Linked DNA regions of Danio rerio: region 2 is linked to region 1. A link is a contact called in public Hi-C data. All regions are on one chromosome and are shown on one strand. Each heading gives the region's core, a stretch centred on a gene start, on an enhancer-like site or on the middle of the called end of the contact. The rest is flanking DNA. Distances are from core to core; before and after follow the strand shown.

Region 1 (4,409 bases), core at 677-3,176:
AGGAAGTTGAAGAAAGTTAGAACTAAACTACGCAGGACACCCACCCACCAGGACAGAGTTTGGACACCTGCTATAGACCATTTTAAGGGATGTAAACAAAAACAATGGTCCCAACGTATTTCCTGTTTTACATTTTTAATTTCTATAGCTTCTGAGAATACAAAAAGAGCCACATATTGATACATAATGTTATGATAGCTGTTTTAACGTTAAGTTATGATTGAATTGCCTCTTGTTATAGTTTTGAAATAGTTTGATAAGTAGGAAATGTTCATGGGCCAATGACATCACCACATTGAAATGGTCTATAACTTAAATCAAATTACTTGAGACATTTAGATTTTTATTCTGCATGTATCCATTAAATGTATCTAAAATCACAATAAAAACTAAAATACATAATTTTACACAAACAAAAACTAACCAACCAATCAACGCTAAAAAACAATCATGTTCCAAAACATTTGATTCAACTACATTACTTTTCAAAATCCTGTAGACCAGAGAAATCTGTTTTCAACAAGGATTTCTGACATTACAGCCTAGAGTGATGGCTGCCAAAATACTCAAATATATTTAAATAGGAAAACCATTATTATAATCCTTTCACTGCCCAATGAAAAAAACATTGTTTGGATTTCATTTCCTATTTCTTAATGTCGCTACTTAATAATATTAATGCATTTTTTTCAACACATCCCATAATTTCTAAAATAACGGAATTAATACATATACTATGAAAAATCCGAAAATATAAAGTCTAAGACCAATTTATTTAAAAATGTATTCAAAATAATACATTTTTTGAATACTAAATCATCTTTATGTTTTAAAGTATGCCATAAAATGTCAGATTTCATTTCTAAATACTAATTTTATAACTTTTTTTTTTTTTAAACCAATATCAAGTGTAGTAGTGCAACAGAATTATGTTTGTTTGATTATTTGGTTAACCAACAATGCTGTGTATGTAAACCATTATTTAAAACTGTCAAAATATGGTCAACCCTTTGGTAGAGCAGGCAGTTAAGGCAGTTAACAAAATTACTAATAATGTATGTTGAATAAAATAAAAAATTAGTTTAGCATAAGAATACTCGTTTAAAAAAGTTTATATTGGCTAATAAATAAAAACAATTAATAATAATAAAACAAACAAACCTATTCACCAATGTGGCACTTGTACATTGTAAATCCTTCAATAAAACAATGTAGAAAACAGTCCAATCACAAGTGTAGACAGCCCTCATCTGCAGAGCAGAGGTGACTCCTACATCAAGGTCAAACATCTCAAATAGCAATAAAGGCAAAAACATTTCCACAGACATATATTTCCAAATCACTTTACTGTACACAAAAGACAACTCCCTGAGTGAAGGACTTCATTGTATTTATAGAATATAGCAATTGTACATAGGTATGTGTGTTTTTGAATCTCCAAAGAGAGTTTCAGTGATCTTATTTGCAACACATGAAAAGCTCTGATGGGTGGGTCACTTTCCAAATGTGTTATTATTCCAAATTCACCAGAACAACCCACAATGATTCAGATTGGTAAATGAAGGCAGCAAAGCCAGAAACAATCCCCACAAGCCAAAATACTGCACAAAAAACTGAACTAAGCGACGTGGTAGAGAAGATGGTGGGAACTAAAACCATGCAACAAGCTGAAAACAACAGAGATAAGGCATAGAAAACATGCCGAGGGCATGAGCAAGGTAGAGGCTGATGAGAGAGAGAGAGAGAGAGAGAGAGAGAGAGAGAGAGAGAAAGAGAGAGAGAGAGAGAAAGAGAGAGAGAGAGAGAGAGTCTCTACTGCCAGATTAGCGTCTGACGTAACATTATCACACTGCTGATAGGAGCAAGAGCTAGAAGGAGCAACCATTAGGGAGGAAGGCAAAGAGTGAAGGAGGGACGAGAGAGAGAGAGAGAAAAAAATATGAGAGAGAGAAAGGGAAAAGAGGAGGAGGATAGAGAACTTTATGGCTTGAACAAGACAGACCTTTTACCACCACACAATGAAAAAAGAAGGAGAGAAAGAAAAGGACAGAAAACTGGTAAAAAGGAGGGGCACTGAACAAGGGATGGAATAATGTGAGGGCAGGAGAAAAACAGTGAGCAAGCTAGAAACTAGTGGAGGATAAACAAGACGAAGAGAAGGCTTGCCAGAGAAGAGAGGGAAAATAAAGGAAAACAATGAAACCGAGAAACCAGAGATAAAAGGACAAAGCCAGGCCTCTTTGGCCATAATATTTTGGGTTTGGTTCATTCCAACGTATCCAAGTCTTTCAATCAAATTCTGCTGGTTTAAACTCAACTTTTGGTTAAATATGGACAAAATCAACCACTATGCCCCAAATGTCATTAAAACTAACATAAACATTTGGGTTTGTTTATATCTGACGCAAACTTTGGTTGAAACAACCTAATGTTTGGGCTGAAATTTACGGACTTTTAAAATAAAAGCACATATCAGACTTTGATTCTGAGTTAAAATCCTTATTGAAATATATTCTGACTAACACCACATGCTTTATTTAACTCTGCTATTTAAATAATTGTGAGAAACGCTAACAAAGAGCTAAAGTTAGTCACTTAGGTTGGTTTACATGAGGTTTACTCAGTTCAAATGTTTTGTTGTATTATCATTTTCTATCTTTATACTGTGTCCACAGCTCTTTTCATAATAATAGGAATAAACATTAAAGATATATGAAGATCAACCAAGAACATGCATTGAAATAGCAGATGTTAGCTGAACTGCATTTCCCTCAGCTACCTGTGATACGATCCCCCTAAATGCATCCTAATAGCGCATATAAACAGGAACTCAAACAATATGGCCATCCTACAAATTGATTACCAATATTCCAAAGAAAACACAGACTACTGGCAAACTTCCCAAAGCTCGAATGAACCCAATCTCTTTGTCTTCTCTTACATTTCCACAAGGCCTGAAGAAGAACATTGAATTCATTTGTCCTGCTCTAATCATAGACCTGGACTCTTCGCTCTCACCGATGTTCTCTCCTCGACACACAGCAGACATCAGAGGGTCTGAGAGGATGCCAGGCATTCCTGAGGCAGAGCCAGCGCCAGGGCCCAGCTTTGAGGGAGGATCGTCCCGCTCAAGCCTCACACCTCCTTCTCACTGCTGGAATGCAACTCTATAACCTCTGAACATTTACCAGGTCAAAGAAACAGAAGGAAACTGCAGAGAGAGCAATTTTGAGCTGTGGTACACAATACTCAACTTGCTTTCCTTTGCTTTATAATCTGATAAACACAGCTGGTACTGTATAAGGCAACACAACTGGCCTAAAATGGATTTAGTGAAGAGGCCTTCTAATCAAACAGAGAGACTGGCATCTGGTGGAGGAAAGAGAAGTGTATGGTTATAGGCAGAATCACACTATAGGCTCCATCATACACTGCGCAATAAGGTGCAAGACATGTTTGCCGTGATTTGTTGCTATTTTCAGACCAGCGCAACCGTAATTTTTATGTCACATTGTTTAAATAGCAAATCCATTTGTGCCACTTTGTGGACTCAAGGGTGTTTCGCTCTAAAAAGGAGGTGTGTTAAGGCACATTGTTGGCATGTTGCTATTTTGAGAAATTGAAATAGACCGCACCGTTGACCAACTGAAAGCTGGTCTAAAGTCCAGCGCAGATCATTAGTTATTTGTGTTTTTCGTTATTATTGTTCATGTTTTAGTTTGGTGAAAATTAGAACTGAATTTAGAATTAGTTTTGAAACTAATCTTTGCGCTTAACAAACAAAATTAATTATGTAGGCTAATGGATGTCTTCAGTGGAGTGCATACAACACAGTTTCCTTACACCACGAAAGTAAAGGAGTAAAGTAACGAGTAAAAGTAAAGAGAAAGTAAAGAGGCTGAATAGAGGAACCTAATTCTTTATCCTTGCGCTGCATATCGCTTAACTGTTTTCTTGCTAGTGAACTGTTCAGTTTTTAAACTTACAAAGTCCGCCATGTAAATGGCAAATGCACCATGGCGTCACTCTTAAAGGGAATGGGAGATGAGATTGGTTTAATGCACGCTATGCTCAGAACACACACAAAACTTATTAAGAGAATAAGCACACCCCTGTTAAGCCTGGTTTATACTTCTGCATCAAGTGACCGGCGTAACCCACAGTGTATGCAACGCGTGTAGCTGTGCATTTATACTTCTGCGCGCTGTCTCTGTTGGTCTGCATTAACACTTCCGAAACACTAGTTGGCAGTGATGTGTAAATGCTACTCTGTGTCGAGTTTCTTTGCTGATGTTTTGCTTTTCCTAAACACTTCCTGAATGTACGAGTGGCTCAAACTCACTCATTTTGAGGCAGGAACCGGCGGACGTGCAGCAACTTTAACTATGAGGTAAACACAAAACAAAACT
Region 2 (4,031 bases), core at 602-3,101, 40 kb after region 1:
ACTGCATATGATCATGATATGACTATTGCGAATGCCACATTGCATTATCGATGCTAAAACTATATATTGTGCAGCCCTAATAAAAAAAGAAGCTTATATAGAAACTTAATCTCACTTTATATAGAACTCCAGGGCAAATGTTTTACTAAAATGTATAAATAAAAAAAAAAATGTATGTTAATAAACATAAAACAACTTTTAAAACTAATGACTACAGGTCCAACATAAAAATAAAATATATTGCTAAATAAAATCCAAACATTAAACTTTGAAGATTGAAACTTTCTCATGATTCTTTTAATCATGTTTCTATCTAAATCCTGTAAAGGCGTGTAATATTGCATTCATGTCAATGAAAAAGGTGCTACACTAAACTAATTATTTTGTGATACCACAAGCAGAAATTTTAATCAGGGGTCGCCACAGTGGAATCATATCATCATCATATCCACCATTTGTTTTACACAGCGGATGCCCTTCTACCTGCAACCTAACACAAAGAAACATGCCCAATTTAGTTTATTCAATTCACCTGTACCGCATGTGTTTTGACAGTGGGGGAAACCGGAGCACCAAGAGGAAACCCACGTGAACACGGGGAGAACACGCAAACTCCACATAGAAATGCCAGCTGGCCCAGTCCAGGCTCGAATCAGCAGCATTCTTGCTGTGAGGCAATTGTGCTACCTACTGCGCCACTTTGCTGCCCAGAAATTTTATGACAAAACTTAAAACTATATTCAAAATTTAAGATAGATCAGTTGCTCTCAGAGATATAGAGCCGCATCTTTTGTGTAAAGCCAAAAAGCACTGTTGCACACCTTTTAAACAATGGAGCTACTAATTTACAAAATGCATGTGCTGGGATTTGTTATTGATCTTCCATAGCAGAGAAGCGAGTACATATAACACTGCACATGCTCTCTGTGGACAAAGGGGACATCAGAAAGGTCTAAATGTCATATTGTGAGAAGCATGTGCATTGCATGCAAATGGTCTGAATTTAACACGAGCCAAGCTGGCTCCTTTAAAGATATTGCGGTAGGTACTTCACTGCAGGTCCATTATTGTTCTAATTTGCGTGTAACAACATTTACCACTAATAAGTGCAAGAAACGGGAAACGATGCTGTGCTAAAGCACAGGAAGCGAAGGAGTAATTTTGATATGCAGACCTCAGGCAAAACAAAAATTAGCATTAGTGATGAAGGCACTAGTCAGGCTGGTCTTAGGTGGCCGGGAAAACATGATGTGCAGAATTAGCAAATGTTTGTTATAATTATATCCACTACATCGAAAGCAATGAAACCGGCATTTTTGTTGGGTCAAGTACATAGAGCAAGCCAACTACTGACAAAAATCAAAACATTTTTCAGCTGCCAAGTCATTTAAGCTGTAAAAACCCTGCTGTTGTAAGCATATTTAGGAAGAGGCAAAATTCCAAATGAGCAGAAATTTCTCTTTATCCATCCTCCTCCATACTGCCTTTCTCCCATTTAGTCTTTGATTTCTTTTACACCTGTTCCATAATTTAAACCATCTTTTACTTATGGTCCACCTTAATTCAGCTTTTTCCCCTCATTCTCTTCCTTTTTCCATCTTTCTACCTCGTTTCACTGTTCTACCGCATTTTCCTCAGGCTGCAAAGGAACCAACCATCATAAATCTACCCCTTTATTGCTTCTGAGGAGAGAGAACGAGGGAAGAAGGGAAGGGGGGGCAAGGGAGATGCAGAGGAAGAAAAAAAAGAGAGAGGGAGAGAGAGAGAGAGAAGGGGTGGAGGAATATCTAATCTCAGAGCAAGAGCTACAGAACCCAATGAACAGATGGATAAAATGAAAGGAGGAGAGAGAGGGTGCATGGGAGGGGCTGAGGATGTCACCATTAATGAGAATAATTTACAGTTCAGAAGCTAGCAGACTCGAGACCTCTTCGGCAACCGAGACCACCACCAGTACTCTCACCCTTCCAATAACAAAGGCATTCTGGCAGTCTTGGCTGACATTTTTAAGTAAACAGTAGCCTAACTAATGATTTGTGTTAGATAATCACACAACAGATCCCAACAAATTTTACACTTCTCATTAGTCGTGGACTGAAGGCCAGTGGTTACATCTAAGGAGAAAATGGCAGTGACATTTAAGTGAGCAGTGATAATAATGATCTGAAAACCTAAAAGAAGAGACAGCGTTTTTATACCAAGGATAGGATGAGGAAAAGGGATTTTGGTGGCCAGGGGGACATCGGAGGTTGGCGCATAGGCATAAATATATTACAGAGTGTCGATTTCCTATTCCAAGAGCTAGCTGTTGCTCAGGGCAACAGGAACCATTACTGTCCCACCGCACAACACAGACATAAAATCCAGAGTTATGGGTGAGGACTTATCGGTTAGACTCTTTGCATGTCTCTAGGCAAACTGCCCAGTGCGGAAGCGTTATCTCAATGCATAAGTGTTAACATTTAGCCTTGTATAACTAAAAGTTTCATTAAACTGCAAGAAATGTGGACAATTTTGCATCTCGTATCTCAAAACCTGATTAACAAGGTGTTTTAGGTGTCATGCTTCTAGGTTTGGAAGTATCTGAAATACTGTAGAATACACCACAATAACAGACCAATAATGACTACAGAAAATGTAAAGATGGTGCCTCAATTTTCACACACGACTGACTAGAATACAATAAATGATAGCAGAAAATGAGATAAGAACAGAATATTCCACATACAAAATAACAGCAGAAAGATAAACAGTAGATGTTTGTGGTTATCTAAATCACCCACTACTCAGTTCCTTAAATAAACCTCTGAATATATTTCAAAAACATTGCCTCACTAAAACAAATCAAATCAAGTGATTAACTCTTCTTCAACAGATTATTGTATGAAGGCAATCAAATTAGAGCTTCAATCTGATGTGTTCAATATGCAACAGCCGGTCAATTAGGGGGATAGATGTTTGGGTGAAATAATGGACCTTGAGTTGAATTTGAATTGACAACAAAAGTAGAAGTCTTCATTCGAAATGGAATTTTTAAACAAGAATTTTCAGAAGTTATTATTTACATGCAAAGAGTTCAAGTAACTCAAATAGATCAGCTTAAACAAAATGTCCGACAATCCATGGAATCAGACCAATTTAAAACAAACTGCTAAGATGTTCCCATTAAAACCAAAAACTATTGAACTTGTCTAGAACAGTACGGTACATAAAGTACACTAAGTATTATTGAAATAGCTTTAAAGCTGACAACTCAATGGAACAACTTTCATCTGAGCATGAATATCTCAAAAGATTAGCTCCTAAACAAATTCACAAGCACAGCCTTGGTGAACAAAATATTATATTAAAACATCAATGAAAATGCAAGAGCGGCACCTAGTTTTAGCTTAGTATAACAATTCGGGAATAAAATCAAGGATCTTACCTGTACATGCGGCTGCATAGGGCCATACGGCAAGCCTTGACTCATCATTTTTTGCTTTAATATCATCATCTTCTTCTGTTCTTCACTTAAATGGGCTGTCTGACTGGGCATTGGCCCTGGAGCTTGAGGTGGCCCACCCCCTTGCGCTGCATTGCCCTGCATGTAGGGCATCATTGGGTTTTTGGCTTGATTGGCCATCGGTGGCGTCATCCGCTGATTCATATGGTCTACTCCACTAAAATGAGTCAGCGGCTTGGTGTTGCTAAAAGACAGCTGCTTATTGTGGCTGTTTTGAGCAGCCAAGTTATTAGGCTGCTGCTGTTGCTGCTGCTGGTTGAGCATGTTAATATGGTTCTGTGGGAGGTAGTTGTTAATGCTTGGTGCTTTTGGCCCCATTGTGTTGCTAGGATTGAAAGCCTGCGTATACATCATGGGGCTATTTGGTTTGTCTGGATTAAAGGGTCCACTGTAAGGGCTTGTAGGCGCTCCTGCAGGTGACCAGTTCGCTGCTTGGGACTGCTGTTGGTGTTTCTGTTGGATAAGCTTAGCCCGTTGTTGCTGTTGAGCAGCCATTTGCTTGAGCTGCTCAGCCGGTGATAGTTCA

What was found. A called contact is a pair of places that touch in the nucleus more often than the background predicts.
Region 2: a Hi-C map of an unstated tissue shows a contact between it and region 1, with 1.8 times the contacts expected there. The contact joins two enhancer-like sites. A contact is called at or near these places in 2 of 18 Hi-C or Micro-C datasets (caudal fin and an unstated tissue).

The regions. Positions count from the first base shown.
Region 1 is chr1:43,468,160-43,472,568 of GRCz12tu, forward strand. All of the region lies in intron 2 of maml3 (mastermind-like transcriptional coactivator 3), which reads right to left. Among named protein-coding and RNA genes, the nearest start is that of vwa10.2, 61 kb to the left of the region's middle. Within about 2 kb of position 1,927, at least 35 of the 62 cell types and tissues checked have an H3K27ac peak or open chromatin away from gene starts, as enhancers often do.
Region 2 is chr1:43,508,095-43,512,125 of GRCz12tu, forward strand. It overlaps maml3 (mastermind-like transcriptional coactivator 3), which reads right to left. Exons shown (of 6, transcript XR_012407336.1): 2 at 3,428-4,031. Among named protein-coding and RNA genes, the nearest start is that of vwa10.2, 100 kb to the left of the region's middle. Within about 2 kb of position 1,852, at least 8 of the 62 cell types and tissues checked have an H3K27ac peak or open chromatin away from gene starts, as enhancers often do.